Regions from separate parts of the Mus musculus genome. Here region 2 is linked to region 1. The links are chromatin contacts, called in public Micro-C maps. All regions are on one chromosome and are shown on one strand. Each heading gives the region's core, a stretch centred on a gene start, on an enhancer-like site or on the middle of the called end of the contact. The rest is flanking DNA. Distances are from core to core; before and after follow the strand shown. Region 1 overlaps Gm46607 (a long non-coding RNA gene). Region 2 has its middle 36 kb from the start of Mrps18a.

Evidence for each region. A called contact is a pair of places that touch in the nucleus more often than the background predicts.
Region 2: a contact with region 1 is called in a Micro-C map of embryonic stem cells, with 1.7 times the contacts expected there. The contact joins two enhancer-like sites. A contact is called at or near these places in 1 of 15 datasets of contacts at CTCF or cohesin (large pre-B cells), 6 of 484 Hi-C or Micro-C datasets (B cells, the N1E-115 cell line, bone marrow-derived macrophages and 3 more) and 6 of 115 datasets of contacts at active chromatin or transcription factors (embryonic hindbrain, embryonic stem cells, pancreatic cancer cells and 2 more).

Annotation. Positions count from the first base shown.
Region 1 is chr17:45,819,862-45,825,024 of GRCm38.p6, forward strand. All of the region lies in intron 1 of Gm46607 (a long non-coding RNA gene), which reads left to right. Gm35692 (a long non-coding RNA gene) reads right to left here. Exons shown (of 3, transcript XR_876833.1): 2 at 2,348-3,017; 3 at 2,014-2,179. Among named protein-coding and RNA genes, the nearest start is that of Gm35692, 6.4 kb to the right of the region's middle. Within about 2 kb of position 2,405, at least 8 of the 459 cell types and tissues checked have an H3K27ac peak or open chromatin away from gene starts, as enhancers often do. A contact at or near this core is called in embryonic stem cells, where this site is marked.
Region 2 is chr17:46,071,971-46,077,133 of GRCm38.p6, forward strand. No RefSeq gene overlaps it. Among named protein-coding and RNA genes, the nearest start is that of Mrps18a, 36 kb to the right of the region's middle. Within about 2 kb of position 2,166, at least 230 of the 459 cell types and tissues checked have an H3K27ac peak or open chromatin away from gene starts, as enhancers often do. A contact at or near this core is called in embryonic stem cells, where this site is marked.

The sequences.
Region 1 (5,163 bases), core at 1,155-3,654:
GCTGCGTGTTTGCTTTGATGCTGGGATGCCGGCACACCACATGCATTCTCCTCAGGGAACGGAGAATGCAGTTCAAGATTGGGGGGGGTGTCTCAGCCTGTGACCCCTTCCCCCTCCCCCCCGCCCCGAGTAACAGTGGTGGCTGGGATGGATACTGTGGTTTTCCATCTCCTGTGTACCCAGACACGGCTGCAGACCTTGAGGAGTTGAGACGGTGGTCCGAGGGTCTACATCCCCCTACACGCCAGGCAGGAAGGGGATGGCTGAGCCCAGAACTAGGGTGGAATCTGGTTTGACTCCGAGCAAGTGCCAAAAGTCTGGAGGGGCTAGAAGAGAGGCCTTCTCCGAAGATTTAGGTGCAGCTTGGTCCTTTCTTGTCCAAACTGCTTTATTTTTATGGCAGATGTGAATGCCTAGTCTTACTCAGGGTGAACCAGGTATTAAATAGGTTTTGCGGGAAGGGATGCCCAGGAAGGGAAGCTCATTGGCTAAACACTCGGGGCCTGTCTAGATTCCTCATTAGCGTGGAAAACTCCAGGTTTTTAGGCTATGTGACCAGTTGCCATGGTCCTCTCAGTGGGGTGTCATGGTCACTTGTTCCAGGATTGGTAGAACCTGACGGGGAGCTGGTTCCACTGCCTGCTGTTTTCAATCATGAGATTTACCGGGGTTTTTCAACCTGCTTCAACCTTACCAGTTCTTCCGTCTGGTCCACGGTCCGCTTGCCCCACACTTGCCCAGGGTCTAGGCAGTAAATGGATGGCTCTAGCAAAGATCATATTGAGTGAGACCCTGAAAGACAAATGTTGACTGTTCTCTCCCATCAGGGGCTCCTAGCTCCAGATCACCAGATACCAGTGTAGTCCTCACTGCTCAGGAGAAAAACTCTTTGCAACTGAGACTATTACAAAACAAAACAAACAAAAAACTCCAACAACAACAACAACAACAAAACTGATCGCCTCTAACTGATCCCTACACTGTTATTCTAAAGAGCAATCAATCAAAATCAATCAATCAATCAAAATGCAGAGCTGTGGAGCTCAGTCCCAGTGGAAACATCTACAAAACAACTCCTGCACCTAAGGCTCCGGGAACATTGCAGGCATAGCCTTGTCAGAGGCTACAGCCATAAAGTCTCACAAACATGACAGCCTACACGGGAGCTGAATAGGGCAGCTTCAATAGGCAAAGTCGATGGGGAAAGCCACAGGCCCCATCCTTACACAAAGCATCCTTACCCAGGCAGCCCAGAGATGCTGAGGACATAGTATTTGGAGGGAGGAAAGGGAAGGGGGCGATGATGTAATTGTTTTTATAATCTCAAAAATAAAAGCAAGAAATATCTAGAAGAATGCATGCTTAAACCTCTGCTTAGCCCTTGGAGATTTTTGCAGGGAGAGCAGAGGCCCGTGTTTGGCTCATCAAGATGCGTAGCTCTGTGTACTGATTAGTTCTCGCTGCTGAGATAAAACGCCAGGACCGGAGCACTTTATGGAAGAGTTCATGTTGGATTACGGTTCCAGGGGATTAAGACTCCACCAAGGCAGACTAGAGCCATGGCCATTGAAGTTGAAGGCTTGCCTCTTTAAACTGGAAGCCTGGAGCTAAGAGAGAAGTCACGGAGGCTTTGAAACCTCAAAGCCCGCCCCAAGTGACACACCTCCTCCAGCAAGGCCACACCCCCTACACCGCCCCCAAACAGCGCCGCCAACTGGAGACCAAGTATTCATACATATCAGCCAGTGTGGGATATTCTCATTCAAACCTCCGGTGCTTGGCAACTCTGGGTATTCACAGAGTTCACCCCATCCATGATATTAACTAAATCACTACAGTGTTATGCACTGTGAAAAGCATATCCATACTTTATAGCCAGGGAGACTCAGACACTTAGGAATGTGCCTCCAAGTCCCATATTTAAGAAATGACAGGGGTTCGGTTTTGATGGCCATCAAATTTTAGTTCTTTTTTTTTTTTTTTCCAAGACCGAATGAAGAGACCCCCTGGTCACATGTGGACAGAGATTTATACAGGGCTCGAGAATAACAGTCCTTTGGGGGAACATGGAGATTGGTTGTGACATATCTAGACCTCTGAGTCTCACGCAGGTCAGGCACTTTGGGGAAAACAATTAGCTGGATCTTGGGGTCACCTCAAGAAGGAGTGTAGGGCGAAACTGGAGCAGGAGGAGAAAGAAAATGTTATTATCCGGTAGGACCTAAAGAAATCACCCCAGACCTCAGGCTCTGCATACTCGGCTGGCCCAGCAAATGTGGAGGTTCCCCATTGGCTAGGGAGCAAGGGACACCGTGGAAGAAAGACTATGGGAGAACTCTTCACTTACCTCAGCAGCGAAGGTGGGAGCATGAGTCTCAGCCCTACTCCCCTCTTCCCAAGGTGCTCCGGGGCCTCCAGCCTGGGCGTGCTCCTTCCTACGTAGCAAGGCAGAGGACTAAAGCAGGTGGGCGGGCTGTAGGTGTGATCTATGGATGATACAGCACGCGTGGAGGGCAGGGAGGATCCCTAAGGAGGAAGTAGCATGGCCAGCTGTGGAAAGGGATAGTTTGGTGGTGGATAGCTATGAGCAGGTGAGACCCACCCTGCCCCGGCTCGTGGGCCTCCTGAGCTCCAGAATAGCCGCGTGCTTCGTGCTCAGCTTTGGTTGCAGGGGACAGGGGCGGGAGCAGCAAAGTTTTCCGAATGGAAAAATGACGAACTGTTTCTGGAAAGCCGAGTTTCCCAGCTCGGTGGGTACAGCTGACTAGGGGAAACCTGAACCCTGCGGGCAGGCCGGGGGGTCCAGCAGCAGGGGAGGCAGGGCACCCGAGGCGCCTTTCCAGGCGAGTTGTGGAGGCTTTTCTGCCTGAGGCAGCAGGGTGTGGTGGAGAGCTGGAAGCCGAGTTAGCCTCAGTCATGGCCTCCTGCAGCCTGGGCCCAAACCAGCAGCCAGAGAGATACGTGACAACACAGGCATCTCTACTTCTCTTCAGCTCTGGCGATCCTCACTCACAGTGCTGTAAGGAGACAGGTTCCTTCCTATAGGGACCTGCAAGACCTGCCAGATCCCGTTTTGCTGTTCGTCTGCCTCTCATTTACTCTATTCCAGCCTCATGTCTGGCATATTCCTGCCTCAGGACCTTTGCACGGCTCCTCCTGCCTCCTGGATGCCTTTCCCCAGACACCCAAATGGCTCATTCCTTCTACTTCTCGAGGACTTTGTTCAAATCATCTCAGTAGGGCGTCTCCTGAACCCCTCCTACCAGTACTATAGGCTGAACCCCCTATTCTATCCAGTGACCCCTATTCTACCCAGTCGTCACCCCTATTCTACCCAGTCACCCCTATTCTGTGTTACTTTCCCTCTGGATCTCTTACAATCCTCTAATATATTTGTAGTAGGTAAATGATAGCGCCCCACAAAAGCTGTCCCTATTCTTACTCCGTCATCTTTGTAAATGTAACTGTAGTGCATCGCTTCTCAAATGGTGGGTCGCAACCCCTGGGGTGGGTGTCATCTGACACATTCACAGGGGTCATACATCGGGCATCCTGCACACCAGGTATTTATATTACGATTCAAAATAGTAGCAAAACTGCAGTTATGAAGTAGCTGTGAAAATAACTTTATGGCTGGGGGTCACCACAACATGAGGAACTGTATTAGAGGGTCGCAGCATCAGGAAGGCTGAGAGCCACTGCTACAGAGGATTGAATGGTGTTCTGTGCCCCGCCCAGAGTTATGTCCGCCTGAAAGCTTAGAATGTGACCTTGTTTGGAGGTATGGTCCTTGTAGGTGTAACTCAGTTGAAGATAAGGTCACCCCAGATTCAAGGGGACCACACCCAGTGACTGTTGTCTTCATAAGAACAAAGGACACACAGACACAGACAGAGCCACCTGAAGGCTGAGGTGATGCAGCCCTCGCTGAGCTCTAGTGGTTATCACCAGGGAGTCAGATGGGATGCTTCCCAAGTGCGGAGGAGGGAGTGGGGCCCTGCCAATAGCTTGAACTTGGCCTTCTGGCTTCCAGGTCTGTAGGGCAGAATAGTTCTGCTGTTTTGAGCATGCACTGACTTGCACTGATATTAGTACGTGCACAGCTAGTGCCACTAATATCACGGGTCACAGTTTACCAGTTTACTCACAGGGTTTGGTGTGTGTGTGTGTGTGTGTGTGTGTGTGTGCATGCGACCTTTCCATGTGGGTGTGTATGCACGTGTGTGCTTACAGGATGAGAAATGTGCCTAGCATCTGACCAACCTACTCTTTGATCCTCATACTAAGTCCCCAAGCCCCAGTCTGGGCCAGGAGATTTACCCTGTGTTCTTGAGCAAGTCACAGCTCATTTTCCCATGAAGAATATTAGAAACACCAGGCATGGTGGCACACACATTTAATCTCAGCATTCGGAAGGCAGAGGCAGAGGCAGAGGCAGAGATCTCCGTGAGTTTGAAGTCAACCTGGTATCTGTAGGGAGCGTCAAACCAGCCAGGATCACATAGTGAGACCTTGTCTCAAAACACAACAACCAGCAGCATCCTCAGGTCTGCCCTGCAGCTCTGCTCTGTTAGATTCTTGGTAGCTTCCATCCCTCTTTCTCCTTGGATGAACTCAGGGATGCCTCCAGCCACCCAGGTTTCCTGCCCTTAGCTCGCTGCCAGGAGCTGTGATCCCTGCCTGGGAGAGCAGGCGTGCGGATTAATCAAGAGATGGAAGAAAAGAGTGGAGGGAATCTCAGAAGGCCTGAGCAGAGGTGGCTGTAGCCTCTATGGACCACACCACCACCTTTCTCTGTCCTTGGGTTCTGTAGCTATACACCCCATCAGTCAATATTTTAAAATATGGGAAATGGGGCCTGGAGAGGTAGCTCAGCAGTTAGAATATCGGAAGGATTTGCACAGTGTTACTCCTTCATTCTTACTCTCTAAACAATACAATACAATAACAGTTTACATAGCATTTATGTTGTATGAGATATTGTATGTAGTTTAGGTGGATAACAGTATTTGATTAGGTCATATGTAAAATGTCTTTGTTGTGCACAATGCATTTGGGCATCTGTGGGTACTGGTATGGGGCAGTCCTGAAAGCAATGCTGGTAGATTCAGAGGATGGCTGAACCTGACCTCAAGGGTCCCACTGTCTATGCAGTCTATGTCC
Region 2 (5,163 bases), core at 916-3,415, 250 kb after region 1:
AGAGCCTACGTACACTGTGACTGAGCCAGGTCTTGTGGAGCAGATAATGAACAATCCCAAACCAAGCCCTGGGGACATCTCCACCCAATGGATCATTCCTTTTTTTTTTTCTTAATACTCTTTTCATCTTGATTTATTGTATATATGTGTGCACATGTATGAAAGCATTCGTGTCACAGCACATGGATGGAGATCAGAGGTTAATTTGCAGGAATCAGTTCTCTCCTCTACTGTGTGGGTTCCAGGAACTGAACCCAGGTCGTCAGGCTGGGTGGCAAGCCCCCTTCACCCACTGAGCCATCTCAGTGGCTCCCGAAAGGCGCCTCCTTTCCAGAAACATTTCTCTAAAGCCTCTAAAGCATCAGTGGGGGCTTGGGGGATGTGAATAAGATGAAGTCCCTACCCATGACATCTACACGGCATCATCCCATCCATCCAGCAGTGTTCTGAGCCATCTGGGAGACAGATGTGGAGCACATGAGGACATAAGTAGATCTCTGTTTTTATGACCCAGACCCTCAGGCTCATATTTGAGGATGCTAAGATAGATGTGGCTAGACTACGTCTGCCATTTACATTTGAGCTCAGTACCTACCCTCTCTGGGCTTCTGTTTGCTCTGACAGCTTTCTTGTCTGCCTGGCTGTGTGTATGTGAGGGTTGACACACCGAGAGTGCCATCTCAGGTGTTCTGGTTGTTCTACGTCAGCACCTAGACAGGTCGTCAACACACAGACAGTGCAGAATAGAGTGGTGGAGACCCAAGTCATCCTGGGAGCACGGAGAGGAGCGTCACAGTGCCAGGTGCCACTCAGCCAGAGAAAAAAGAGGGGTTGGACACAGATTCCCTCCCCACTTTATCTAGCCCTGCTTCTCTGGTACCCACTGGCCGCCCACAAGGAAAGTATCTCTCTAAGGGATAGCATAGGTGGGTAAAGGTAAAAACAAAAACAAACAAACAGAACCAGACCATGGTCTGAGGATGGAGCTCAGTGGGTTGAGCTCTTCCCTGGCAGTCAGAAAGCCCTGGGTTCGATCGCCAACATATAAACCAGGCATGGTGGACCACAACGTATGTAATCTCAGAAGTTGAGAGATGGAGGCAGGAGGTCCTCTGAGTTTCATGCTGTGGGATGTATGCACCACACGCATCATACACACACACACACACACACACACACACGCGCGCGCGGCAAATAAATAAAAAATAAATAGAATATAAAAACGTAAACCCCATCTCTCTTCATCAAAGATACACTCGTGGCCGTGGACCCACCCCTCACCAGGGCGGGCAAGACAGTGCCATGCCTTTCTTAGTCATGTCTTCCAGGGCCCTTGCTCTCCGAAGTGCCTGTGGCATCTGTGAGATGGTATAGGTAGGGGACAAAAAAAGCAAGGGCAACTCCCATTCAAATCCCTTCCTGGACCCTTTAGTTCCATGTCCCTGAGCGACCCTTTTGTCAGCCCCATGGAGGGAGGGCAAAGACTCCCCCTTCCAGATGGGTCCAGGGAGGCAAGAAGAACCTACATCATTCTTAGGCACTTGGCTCAAAATGGTAGTGAGCTGACAGGGTTAGAGAAACTGGACGGGCAACATTAGCGTTTGCCCTTTAACCTTTCCCCTCATTCTGCTTCACACATAGGTGTGCGGGGAAAGCCTAGTCCACAGAGACAGGGATGTAGGTCTCCAGTGGCTAGAGGAAGGAAAGACAGATACTGCTGCATAGAAGAAAGACTTGAATCTGAGGTAAGAGGTGCAGGTCTGCAGGACAGATAGGTGGAACTGGCAGGAGAGTTAGCTCTTGGAAAACACCGAGGGCAGGGCGGAAGTCAGCCGGTTCTCCACCCGTCACAACAGCATGCTAACATGGGACCATTCCTTGTCTACTAGTCTCTCCCCAACACCACCTGACCAGGCAGCCCCATTCCCAGTCCTGTGCCCACAAGGACCAGGATGTGGGCAATGCAAGCCAGACAAGCCCTGACGTAGACAGCCCCACGACCCCCAAACGCAGCCTCCTCCACAGCCGTAAGTCAAATAGTCCTTGTGGTTTGGCCACCAGCCAAGCGCCCACACCCCAGCTCACGGGACCGCAAACTTCCCTGTTGCATCAGGTTACACAGCGCGTGCACACAAGCCGGGAGCTTGTTACACAACCTTGGTGCGCGCGCTCGACACCCACACCCTCCGGGTAGCCTGCGGGTCACACAGAGGAAACCGCAGCCTTGTGTGTATAGGGCACAGGCTCTATTCCAGACTTTTGGCATCCAGACCCGGAGGATGGACGGGTAGAGAGTGTGTGTTTGGGGGAGGGAGGTGGGGTAGGGTGGGGTGGGGTGAAGACTCCTGGCTGGGAGCCAGGGGCTGGGAGCTCTCCCAGTGCCTTGCTTGCTATGGAACCTCAGGAGCTCACATTTGGGAGCCTGCTTCCTTCCTTCTACCACGACGGTCCAGATGTCCCCACCCTCAGTGCGAGTTAGTTTCCTCAAACCCCTACCAACCTTTCTTTTTTAATGAAAGCAGAGACGGGGCGTTAGATGAGAGGACTTCTAAATGAGCTTTTCTTATTTTATTACACACATTAGTTTTAATCTGGTCAGTTCTCCCATCATGTGTGTTCTGGGTCTTGCACTTCAGTTGGTCAGACCTGGCATGAAGCACCTTTGCCCTCTGAGCCATCCCACCTGTCCTAAGGGGGCCTTTTCTGTTGGAACTCTTCCAGAAGAACTGAGCCCCTCTGTCAAGCTTAGGGAAGGAAATTTTCTTCTGTGCACTTTTTTAAATAATAATTTTTATTAGAATACAATTACATCATTCTCTGTGCACTTGTTCTTTGCATTATCTTAGAGGAAACATGTTTCACTCTACTTTATAGTAAGTGGGGGAGGGGTGCAGTTGAGACATGAACCTCCCTAGGACCCACATGCCCTCTAACCCAGATAGGACTGTAAACTGGTGTTTCGCTAAGCATTTGTGGCAACACAGGTGCAGATAAACTCAGGGGACCTTGATAAAATGAGGTTTACACGTTTCCTATCCTTGGTTACCAACCTGCTGAGCCAGAACAAGAAGAGAGATGCCTTGGGCCCAGGTGGCTTCTATAGAAGGCATCCCTAGAGACTTTCCAGGTCCTGCTGGAAGCTGGGCTCAGTAGGCCATGAGCTCAGGCAGCTGTGGAGGCCTACAAGGACATCAGGGCCAGATGACCAAGATAGTCACTTTCAACTACATGAGGCAAACCTCAAGCACCTGTCCAGAACTGGTCCTGCACCCTGGCTATGCAGACAGGTAATGATGCAAGAGGCCCACTACCTTGCTAAAGTTACTTAGATCTGCAGTGACCCCTGCTGGCTCTAGGCAAATCAGCCATCTGGCGAGAAGGCCAGGCCCTCCTGTCCCCTCTCCACCATCTATCTGCCTTTCTGTCATGCTCCGCATTAGCTTTGACCCAGCCCCGTCAGGATTCCCCCATGACCACACCCCACTAACAGGGTCTCCCTTCTTCCTTCCATCCCTATAGGCAGAATATTGCCTATAGGCAACATGTTACTGAGTTCTGGGGCCAGTCCTGGGGATGTAACTACACAGGACTCAAGGGCAGTCAACCCTGGAAGATCAAGGCCACCACACTAATAGCAAACCTTCCTCGACTTTCCCAGGAAGGGAGCCAACCCCTTATGGTAGATGATCCCTAAGAAATAAACACCATCCCTATATCAGCCCAGTTCTCAGGAGGGAAACTGAGGCACATACTTTTTTTTTTTTTTTCAAAAATTAAGTAATAAAGCAAATGGCAAGTCTCGGCTTGGAAACTACTAAGCCACCACCAACTATGCCAATTTCCCACTAGCTTGTCCCAAGGGCACCTCTAGTATTCAAAGTACAGTCTTATCTGCCCCATGCTCACCGCTTTGGGAAAGGGTGACTCAGTAGGCCTTGCCCATGCCCTTCAGAAATGGCCCTGTCATCTACATGTGATTGTCATTGAACTCTTTCTTGGAAACCTACAGATTTCATTTTTGTGCCTGGGACTCGCCCTCCTCAATAAAAGCAGCTTAGCTGGAGCTGACTCTGCCTTGGGGGGTGGGGGGGTGGAGTGGGAGGGGGATAACACGACATAGGATTTACACCTGGCCATTCAAGTGCCAGCACATTTTGACCACAGTGACTGGCTCAGAAAGGACATATGACCAACCCTGGCCAATCAAAGGCAGTCCCAGGATTTTCCTGAAGCCACTGGGAACAAAGACTAGCTTTCCATTCTAAAGCTGCTGAATAGGTGTGTGTGTGTGTGTGTGTGTGTGTGTGTGTGTGTGTGTAACTGTTAGGAGCTTTGCCTGGGGGACATTATGCCAAAGAAGGAAGTCCACACAGGACAACAGAGGCCAAAGTCCTGACGACATATTGTCCAGGCTGTGCCAAAGACAGACCCACCCCTGAACTTCTCAGTGGCAGAAACCAATAAATACATACACACACACACACACACACACACACACACACACACACACACACACTGGCCCCTATTGTTGTCTCCACCACATATGAGTTGAGTCCCTGTTCTTTGAAACTAAGATCTTTCAAAGCCGCCCCCAAAGCCCCAGTGTAAATCATTGCTAACGGCTCTGTCTCCCTGGTTTCAGTTCCTGGGTTTATATAGACATGTTGGACATTTTTAAAATACAAATCGACATCGCTGGCCACCCCTTCCTTCAGGATATACTGCCTTGGTTCCTTTTCAAAGGTCCCTCTCCCAGTCCCTGTCACTCCTCCATGCCTCCTCCACAGTGCCCCTTCTATCTGAAGTCCTGGTCGGTTGTTTCTTTCCTTCGCTGGCTCCTTTTGTCTGTAATTAACAGACACCAACTGTAGCTCCGCAAGCAAACAAGAAAGAACATATTGGGGAAATATTGAGCTACATCAGAGGGTAGACTGGGACACGGGGACACACTTGGGAACAAGGCGGACTTAACTCGGCTCTGCTCCAAAGCCTCTCTGTCCCAGGCTACAACAGTCAAAGTCTAAGCCGAGGCTGACCACCCCACCCAGAGATCAGATCCCTTTGCTACTCCATGAGTGTGAGATGGAACCCCCAGTGGTAGAGTGGGTCTGTAGGGATGGACCCCCCTCCAACTCTGGTATGGGAGAAAAGGGCATATGGTTT